2 separate regions of the Sus scrofa genome follow, and region 1 is linked to region 2. The links are chromatin contacts, called in public Hi-C maps. All regions are on one chromosome and are shown on one strand. The core of a region is the stretch at or near the end of the contact, and the rest is flanking DNA. Distances in the headings are between cores, read along the strand shown.

What was found. A called contact is a pair of places that touch in the nucleus more often than the background predicts.
Region 1: a Hi-C map of retroperitoneal adipose tissue shows a contact between it and region 2, with 3 times the contacts expected there. The contact joins two enhancer-like sites. A contact is called at or near these places in 3 of 5 promoter capture datasets (fetal liver, fetal skeletal muscle and liver), 33 of 47 Hi-C or Micro-C datasets (adipose tissue, alveolar macrophages, blood and 17 more) and 2 of 2 datasets of contacts at active chromatin or transcription factors (alveolar macrophages and skeletal muscle).

What each region holds. Positions count from the first base shown.
Region 1 is chr10:14,508,019-14,512,920 of Sscrofa11.1, reverse strand. No RefSeq gene overlaps it. Among named protein-coding and RNA genes, the nearest start is that of PSEN2, 34 kb to the left of the region's middle. Within about 2 kb of position 1,775, at least 15 of the 83 cell types and tissues checked have an H3K27ac peak or open chromatin away from gene starts, as enhancers often do. A contact at or near this core is called in retroperitoneal adipose tissue, where this site is marked.
Region 2 is chr10:14,363,311-14,368,588 of Sscrofa11.1, reverse strand. ITPKB (inositol-trisphosphate 3-kinase B) reads left to right here. Exons shown (of 10, transcript XM_021064414.1): 8 at 841-912; 9 at 2,329-2,410; 10 at 2,413-5,278. The coding sequence ends at 2,651. Among named protein-coding and RNA genes, the nearest start is that of STUM, 71 kb to the right of the region's middle. Within about 2 kb of position 2,923, at least 11 of the 83 cell types and tissues checked have an H3K27ac peak or open chromatin away from gene starts, as enhancers often do. A contact at or near this core is called in retroperitoneal adipose tissue, where this site is marked.

The DNA of each region.
Region 1 (4,902 bases), core at 526-3,025, 150 kb before region 2:
CGTGGAGAGACACCAGGGTCCAGATAATGAGCAAGGAGAGCTTCAGATGGGTTTTTTCAGGCTGCCAAAGGGCCCACCTGGGGGAGGTGAGGAATGACTAACCTAGGTTCCTCAGATGCAGGTGGGAGCTGCTAGCAGCAGCAGAGTCAGGTCTCCCCCAGGGGCTAGCCAGGCCTCATTTCCGGTTTGGGGAGCAGTGCCTGAAGCATTCCTGACTTTTCTGGGGCTGAGAGCTCCCCTGGATGAGGCAGCCAGATGTGAGCTGAGCCTTGACACACATCCCGCTTCCAGGAGCTCAGGCTCCGCCTGGAACACTGTCCGGGAGATGACAGATGTGCCTTCTTCTTTGGGTCGGCTTCAGATGAAGTCATCCTTTCCTTCTGGACTCTGTCAGGATGAGTCCCTGGTATTTCTGAGTCACTTGACAGTTTACAAGCACTTGGGAAACCAGAGGTGCTGTGCGAGTGCCTCTGTGCATGAGATTTTATATCGCGCCTTTGCTCCTAAGGATGTGCTGGAAACCCTGAATCGAGATGGTTGAACCCCCCGCCCCATGCATAACTAAATAAATAGTGCTTAAAAAAGGGTCTTGACCCCCAAATTAAATCTCATGTAAGACTTTTGAGAATTTAAGGAGCCTAAAATAAGTGGAAACTGTGAATGGATGTTCAGGAAGGCAAAGGAATTTTAGCTGCTGTGACATCAAATCCGCATCACTGGATGATCCCACCACCTCCAGGGGATGCTGACGGTATTTGCTTGGATCTTCTAAGGGACAAACAAGTAAGGCAGAGTAGTTTTTATATGGTTTCATTTGAAGAACGCTAGTGCCGGGAAGATTTTTTTTTCCTTACAAAATATTGTCAAGGAAAGGTTTTCTGATGACCGATGCCTAAGATCTACCCTTATCCATTTTTATTCCTTTAAGACTAAAATATGCTCACCCGAAGTCTCTAGAAGGGAAACCTTAAGACTGGGTCCTTAATTTGTAGTTTAATAGTAATCAATGTAAGTATTTGATCAGATCCTTTCCAACATCCCTTTAGTAGAGCAGTTTCCCATGAAATTAGTTTCAAGTTTTGATTCGGGGGTGGGGCGAAGGTAAAGAGAACATGAACTGATGAGCTAATTCCATTGAGGAAAAAAAACGTACATTCCCAAGGAACCCTTTCTAGAAGGAAGCTGGAAAGATGTCGTGGACACATCTGCCCTTCCTTAATGCTGTGTGTGCTTTATTCATTACCCTGGGAAGTTTAGCTCCAGAGAGACCTTGCTCTGGGCCTGACCCTACCAGTTAAAAGTTCAAGTAGAATGCTTATAGTAACTAAAATTACTGCCCAGTGCAATACAGAAATCAGTGGTCCATGTTAATGGTGCTTTGTTGATATGGCTGCAGTTGACTGAAATCATTGCAGGTGTGGACACAGTGAGTTCTATGTGAACGATAAAGTCTAGTTAATGCTTCTCTTCCCCAAGTGCATGTTCACGTAAAGCAGAGGCTGTAAGGAAAGGTCTCTATCTCAGGGTCCAACCAACCACTTGGTAGATGTGATGAACACAGGAGAGCAAGGGCCAACCTTCCAATCGAGGGCTCCTTGAGTGACGATCCCCTGTCCCCACAGCCACCCAATTCACCCGTGGGGGAGGATCCCTGTACCTTTCCACACCTGCACCAGGTGCATGGCGTTTCTGATGTGAACATACCTGGTCTGCCTCTGTACCACACAGACAGGCTAAATAGTGTTCCTGCTACGGCTCACCCAAGCCTGTCTCTTTCTCCGGAGCTGGATCTCAGCGCTGGGCAGCCCCTGGAGCTCTTACCTGTGGCCAGGTGGGAGGCATTTGACAAATGGAACTCGCTTAGCATATCCACCTACCCACCACACCCCCAGTTCCCCCAAGACAGCCTTCTTTTTTTTTTTTTTTTAATCTTTTTGCCATTTCTAGGGCCCCTTCCCTCGGCATATGGAGGTTCCCAGGCTAGGGGTCTAATCAGAGCTGTAGCCACCGGCCTACACCACAGCCACAGCAATGTGAGATCCAAGCCGCGTCTGCAGCCTACGCCACAGCTCACGGCAACACTGGATCCTCAACCCACTGAGCAAGGCCGGGGATCCAACCCACAACCTCACGGTTCCTAGTTGGATTCATTAACCACTGCGCCATGACAGGAACTCCCCAAGACAGCCTTCTTAACACTCTTAGAATCCAACTTGATACTCAGAACCTGAATAATGTGTAAGCTTTACACAGATCACCTGCGAGGTGGGATCCTGCGGCCTGAAGGTAGGAAGTCCTGAGGCAGTTTTCCCCAAAGCCGGGGCGGTTGAATTCTGAGACGATCTAACACGTTTTATTGTTGGTTTCTGCTCTGAGGTGACCCCAGCCCTTCCCGTACCCCAGGAAGCAGGATGTAGTCACTCTTCAATAATCTCTAAAATCCCAAGAATCACCTACTTGACATTCTGAAAATGATAGCAAACGTGTTTTTAAGTATTCCAGCAGGAGGACCTGGTAACGCGTATCCTGCTTTGGAACTAACAAAACATCCCCTTTAGCCCTTGGCTTCCTTTCCCTCCCGAAGGAATTTGCTATTGTTTGTAAATATAATATACCCCTAACATTGGCTGTATTTAACCACTCTTCAAACTCAGCCTTTCTGATTATTCTTAGTAAGTCTGCTTCGACTTTGGGGGGAACCACCTCTATTGAGGTATAATTTACATGCAATACAATGCACCTGTTTTAAGTGTACAGTTGAATGAGTTATGACAAACTCATTGTGTAACCACTGCCATACACAAGACATAGAATATTTTCCATCATCCCAAATGTTTCCTCACACCATTTTGCTGTCAATCTCCCCCTCCCCAACCCCAGTTCCAAGCAACTAGTGATCAGCTTTCTGCCACTATAGTGTCTCTAAGGTATAGATTAGTTCTAAAGGGTTTGACTTTAATGAGACTATACTGTAGTCAATAGAGTTCTAGATGATCCTAGAGCAGCTAGATGATCCCTAAAATCCTGCAAGGGGACAGCATGAGACAATTTTAACATGGAAAAAATTGCTATTTGTATGCTCTTGGAGCCACATGAAATCTATCCCTCTGTGGACTTGCTTTCTTTCATTAGTGTGGTAAATTGTTTTCAAAGATGGCGCCAACAATTCCATCCTCCCAGTGACCTCACACTACCCCTCTCAGCAAGCCATGGAAAGTTCTCTCTCCTCCCCTTGAATTGATCTCCCCCTTGTGACTTGATTTCACCAAAAGAATGTGCAGGAAGTGATACGCTGCCAGTTCCAGGCCCAGGCCTTACACGACCTGAGAGTGTCTGCTTTTGGCCTCTTGGGATTGGGCCACCATGAATAAATAATCTCAGGCCAGAAAGCTGAATGACGAGAGCCTGCTTGGGGAGAGGCCCGGTCTTCCAGCCCCAGCTGTGGAGCCAGACGTGTGAGCAAAGGCATCTTGGACGTTCCAGCTCCAGCCAAGCTCCCAGCTAAACGCAGCCACAGGAGTGACCTCAGCCAACTCAATGCAGAACAGAAGAGTTAACTGCCCAGCCAAACCCAACCAAGCTACAGAATCATAAGAAATCATAAGTAATTAGGGAGTTCCCATTGTGACTCAGCAGGGTAAGAACCCAACTAGTATCCACAAAGATGCGGGTTCGATCATGGCCTGCCTCAGTGGGTTAAGGATCCAGTATTGCTGTGAGCTGTGGTGTAGGTTACAGACACCTCTTGAATCTGGCGTTGCTGTGGCTGTGGTGTAGGTCAGCAGCTGTAGCTCCGGTTGGACCCCGAGCCTGAGAACCTCCATATGTCTCACATGGGGCCCTAAAAAAAGCAAAAAACGTGTTTGTTAAATCAATCAATTTTTGTCTGAGTTATCAGCCTATTTCATAGGCCCATTAGGTTTGGAAAAGCCAAGACTGATGCTCAGGTCTCCCCCAAGTGTGGACAACCCCCTGGGACGATTCCTGGGGCATCACGCACACTCTCCAGACCAGAAGGGGCCATGGGAAATTTCATGTGGAGGTGAATTATCAGCCTGTCATGGACCTGACCTTCAGCCACCACTGAACCACACGGTGGGTGATCTTGGAACATCAACATAAACCTGTCACTTGCCTTTCTTTCCTGAAGACCCCATCATCTTCAACCAAATCCCCAGGTCATGGAAAAAAGATTTCCTCTAGCAGTTACTCATTTGAATTGGGGAGGACTCCTCATGGGATGTATGTAAATTATTGCTCTAAGTGTTTGAATAACCAGGTGGTAAAAGCCAGGGGACCAGTGTTTCCTGATAAATATAGGCGGTCAGCTGCCAGCAGAGGCTGTTTTGAAATGGATACGGCAAGGGGAGAACAAAAAGACTTAGCCTCTATTTCACCCCAAGTTTCCACTGGTTGGGGTGCTCCTGAGAAGGAGGAGGACAGGGACACGAGGAATGTCCTGTTTGGGGGCCAGAAGATGCTTCTCACCTACACCTTAATTTTTTAGTGTTTAGAATGACCCCAGCACATTTTCTGGGTCTTCGTGTTCCCTGTACGTGCATTTGAGGTGGGTTTCCATAGAGTCACTCCCAGAAAACACAGGAGGGGGAAAGACATGGAATTGTGGCAACCCCAGTTCTCTTTCTGCAAGAAGGGCCACAAATGAGTGACAAAAACAAGGGAGACCAGGAGTTTCTGCTGTGGTGCGATGGGTTAAGAATCAGGCTGCGATGGCTCAAGTTGCTGTGGAGGCGGGTTCGATCCCCTGCCTGGTGCAGTGGGTTAAGGATCCAGTGTTGCAGCAGGTGCAGCATAGGCTGCAGTTGCAGCTTGGATTCAATCCCTGACCCGGGAACTTCCATGTGCCATGGGTGGGGCCATTTAAAAAAAAAAAAGAAAAAA
Region 2 (5,278 bases), core at 1,674-4,173:
CACACGCCAGCTCTTCTATAGCCTGAGCATCTGGCTCCTGATCACCTGCCGGGGCGGGGAGGGTCTCAGCTCATCAGCAAAGCCTGTCACAGACTGCATGCCCCTGCACCTGGCTGAACCCCAGACTGGCAGTGCTGCACATGACATCCAGGAACCGTGCGTGCCTGTGTGCGACATGCTTCCTTCCCAGCCCCTGGGGAGGGTGGGTGCCCCCAGGGCCAGCTCTATGAAGAGGCCACTGGCAGAGATATTTGCGGCTCTGGCTCTTACTTACTCTGTCCTTCCGGAGGTCAGGGTACTGAAGAGTTCCCACTGTGGCACAATGCTATTGGCAGCACCTTGGGAGTCCTGGGACACGAGTTTGATCCCTGGCCCAGCACAGGGCCACAGCTGTGGCTTAGGTCACAATTGTGGCTTGGATCTGATCTCTGGCCCTGGACTCCATATGCTGCAGGGTGGCCAAAAGTGGGAAAAAAAAAAGTCACAAACTGAAGTTGGTGTCAGGAAGACACACACCACAGTCGGGCTCTCTCTGGTGCTGTCTGCACTGCTGGCAGTCCAAAAAGGACCTAAACCCGCATGTGAGGGGCTCCAGGAGGCCGCCTGGCTGCCTGGGCACTGTCCCTCTCAGCACCTCCTGTGGAGTGGAGGAAGTGTGGGACCAGGGCTCGGAGGCCCCCGTCCCTGGGCCTCAGTATCTTCATTTCTAGATAAGGAGGTTGAAGTAATAGGGGCGTGAGGGTCTCCCGCAGACACTGAGTGATGCTAATGGGCCAAATAGTGCCTAAAACCCACTCCTGCCTCAAGTGTTTAAAAATCTGCTCCTCTTTCTGTTCCCAGATGGCCTACCGGGACCGGCTGAAGGACATAAGGGCCACCCTAGAAGTCTCACCCTTCTTCAAATGCCATGAGGTAGGCATTAGACTTGTGTCCTTGTGGGCAGAACGCTGGGCTCTGTGGTCACTACGACCTCCGGGCACACCTACTGGGCTGTGAGCCTGACCCCACGCTGGCGGACCTGCTTGTTCTGAAAGCCCCCAGCGACATTTTTAGGATGACTGCAGCCAGATCAGCCCCTCGTTGTGACACGTCTGGGCCAGGCTCCCTGGGACCACCCCGCGGCTGGCCTGCCCGAGCGCCACGGTCAGCTCCCTCTTTCTCCTTCTGCTGCCGGCCAGCTCCGGAGGCGCCCCCGCTCCAAGTGACTGTGGCAGGACTCGTGTCCCACACGCCCTAGGGTCCCAGGGCAGAGGTTCTCCGAGCTGCTCCAGTAGCCAAGTAGCCTCCTGTCACCACCCTGAGATCCACAGGAGGGACAGGCAGGTCTTTGGGTACCACTTGGAGCAGAGCTGGAACTTTTCTGGCTCCTGCCTTGTCTGCAGGGGCAGAAGGCAGACAGGAACATCAGGCCTGATGCTGGGAAGCCCGTGTGTACACACATACTCACATGCACACAGGCACACACAGACACACATGTGAACACAGGGCACACATGCACACAGATGCATACAGGCACACACATGCACACACACATGCATATACACAGCACACAGGTGCACACGGCACACAGGGGCCCAGCTGTACCCCCATCCCCCACCCCAGACAGCCCCAGGCATCATCCCAAAGCTTTTGCCCGCCCTTCTTTAGCCCTTTGCTGTTATTTCCTGAAAATTTGTTTTGCCTAATATTCTCTCTGGAGCTTCATTTGGAAACCTCAGGTCTAGCGAGGGGCCACGTTAGCTGGAGCTCCTGCCTTTTTTCCACCTGGGCAGTACATGCCCCTTCCCTGGGCTCAGCGCTTCCAGGAGGTCTGCCCCGTCCTGCCCAGGGCCCTGAGAGTGACGATGACACCTCAGCTCCTTCCCACACGCTCTTGTCTTGTCTCCTTCGGGCTTGTATGTGGGACAGTGCCTTACCCCAGGCAGGCGTCCTGACCTGGCCCTCAGCGAAGGGGGTGCCCTTGGTACCTTCTTTGCCTGGCAGGGACCAGCCTCCCAGGCCCTGTGTGCTGCTGGATGGGGGTGACCTGGGCCTGACTGCCCATCCTGTTCCTGGGCTTTGGGTGCCTGAACAGGGTCCTCTACCTGCCCTGCCCCCTGCCCAGGTAGGAATGTGGCATCGCCTTGGCGCCTCCCCCTCGGGGTGACAGGGAGAAGTCAGAGTCTCCAAGGGGTGTGGCAAAGTCCCAGGGCTGGCTGTGGGCTCAAAATAGTGCTCTCTGTCCAGCTCACTGAGCCTCAGGCTTTTCCAAGCCCCCTGGGGGGCCGGCTGTGGGGGGCAGGGCGGGGCCCAAACCCCTCCCCGCCTCATGTCCCTGCCCCCCTCCAGGTGATCGGCAGCTCCCTCCTCTTCATCCACGACAAGAAGGAACAGGCCAAGGTGTGGATGATCGACTTTGGGAAAACCACACCCTGCCCGAGGGCCAGACCCTGCAGCACGACATCCCGTGGCAGGAGGGGAACCGGGAGGACGGCTACCTCTCGGGCCTGAACAACCTCATCGACATCCTGACGGAAATGTGCCCGGGAGCCCCGCGCGCTGAAACCGCCCCGCGCCCCACCTCACCGCCGTCCCGACCCTTCTCCCCCCTGCGTCCCTTCTCCTTCCGAATTTCCCCTTCACTTCCACCCGGGTGCAAACCCCAGAACTGACCCTCCGGATCGGCAGGCACTACAAGACACTTTGTAGCAGACGAGATGAGATTTTTCTACTTACCCCCTCACTGAAGGGTTTGGAGCTGGGGATTTTAGTTGGCGTTCTCAATAGGAGCTCCTACTAGTAGAGAGATGCCCCAATCCAGGCTCAGCTGCCTGCAGGGAGGCCACTTGGGTTTCGATCTGGAAGGAGGCTCAGGTGGTGGTAGAATCACGAAGAGCCCCAGCCTCTGGCAGGCTACCTGTGGGGGCTTGCTGCCCCCTGGTGGCCGGTGCCGGTGGCGCCACTCTAAGGCGTAGCCCCGTTTCTGCCTCATCCTCTCCGCTCCCCAGATTGGGGAAGGGGGGAGGGGTGCCTGGCTGTAAAAACAGGTACCTGGCGCCAGGTTTCTGGTAGTTGGGGCACAGCACCCCTAGGACTAGCATGTTGGCCATCAATTAAGTACCCTCTGCTTGGCAGCCTGGGGACTCCCAGAGATGCTGCCGTGGCCTTTGCAGGGCTGCTAAAGCAGGGAACCCCACCCATCCGGTACTGAAATTCTCTAGCATTGGAACAACTCCAGGAGCCAAGAGGGGTCCAGCTCCAACTTGACCATGCTCTCTGACATTGGCCTTCCCAGGAGAGGGCAGGCAGGAGTGGTGTTCTTCCATCTGTGATTTTTGCCTACAAATTCAGAGGGACATTCTGCAAACCTGAGCTTCCAGGAGTATCACCCACCCCCCGGAGCCAGGCAAGGTCCTGGGGCCTGGGTGGCAGTGGACCAGGGCCCAGGCAGCCTCAGGGGAAGAAGGACAGGCTGCAGGGGACACTCCTCTCTTGTCCCCTCATCTCCTCACCTCCTGGAGCCAGCTGGTCCAACGTGCTGCACACATGGGGCTCTTGTGAGATCCAGAGTCCCCACTGGTCACGGGGCAGAGCCTCAGGCCAGTGCCCAGTAGGGAGGAAGCAGGAGGCTGCCTTACCAGCTTCATTTTCCCCCTGAAATAGGTCTTAGCCTGCAGGGTTTAGCCATGTTCCCCAATGCCTGGTGGGCAGCTTCCAGAGAACGTAGCTGGGTGCTGGGCAGCTCTGCCTGGCATCTCTAGGTGGCTCGAGGAGTCACAGGGAACACCTGTAAGTCTTATTTTAATTGTAAAGCAAGTAGGTCTATATTCTTGAGAAGAGTGTAAATTTTGTGAGACTTGTAAAGAACAAAACTCTGGCTCTTTGGCCCTTGAGAGCAGCGGTGGCGCAAGTGCCCTCCTTGGCCACCGGAGGTCAGGCCCCTTGCTCTGCAGGGAGCTGCTCCAGGGACACATGGAAAGAGTGTCCCCCGGCGTGTGTGCCATCTAGAGGGAGGGCCTCCTGGGCTGCCCCCTGTCACCTCGGCGTCCCTGGGGGAACTGTCAACTTGCTCATGTGACATGTGCATTTTTCCCTTTTCACTCTGGGTGTGACGGTTGGTGGGGCCGGAAGGTGGGACCCATGAGGATGTCTCAGTACAGTTTTTCAAAGAGGAAATCACTTTCAAACTTCCTGGCTCTTGTTCAAAACAGCAGTGAGCTCCTGTGGGGGTCACACCCCCACCCGGCTGAGCTCGGGAGACCTGTGACACCACGTGACCCTAGGAGGCAAAAGCCCAAAGCCAGCTCGGGGTCATGGGGTGGGGGTGGGGTCTGTGCTGCCGCTGTCTGCAGGGAAGAGAGAGCCTTCTTTCTGATGGAGAGGTTCTCCAGCTGTGGGCTGGCAAGCACGTGCCCCCACCCCGGCAGTCTAGCTGTGACAAAATTTTGCAAAAGCAAATGAATGCAATGAACAAAACTTACAGGCGACCAGCTGAAACCGATTTAAAAGAACAAACTTTCCAAGCACTTTCAGCAGGCACCGGTTGTTTGCAAACAATGTGCTAAGATGCAGGTGATCCGTTTATCAAAGGAGGCCCACAGCACCCCTCATTAGCAATCCTTGGCTTTGGGTGGCATTGTATTCGTGAATGGTAGGAAGTGACATCTTTCTAGGGTTATTCTAGTAGGGGTTTGGGGTTTTGTATTTCCTGTGCTAGTTCTCCTCTTCTGCACCTACTCTCTCTACCCATCCTCCCCTCTAATCCCCACTCCCTCATCCAGGCAGGAGAGATGGATCCTGGATTGGCATTTCCCAGAGGCCCTGCCCAGGCCATCTGAAAACCATCCCCAGCCAGCCGGGTTCAGGCGGGGACTCCTTGGGTCCTGGCCTCGAAGGTGCCGGGAGGGTGGGATGAGCTGTGTGCATCTGTGCACAGGTGAGCAGGCGCCCTTCCTGCCGTGTTCCTGGGGGGAGGGCCCCCCCCGGGGGGGGCTCTCAGTGTTCAGCACTGCTCAGCAGTAGAAGGAGGTTTCTCACCTACTTGTCCCAGATGTGCCTTTAGTGTCATGTAAGAAGTTTTTAACTTATATTTATTTTGTCGGGTTTTTTTAATTGCACAAAACACTAAGACTGAGAGGCTGGTTCTGTTTCTCCTTTAAAGCTTTGCCTTCTTTCTGAACTTCCTTTCCCGCCCTGTGAAGAGAGCCCGGATGCAGCCCTGGCCACTGTTCTCCCCCCCCCCCCACCTCACCCACCACCATGGACTCTTTCCACCATTAGCTGTATTTAGCTTTGAGTG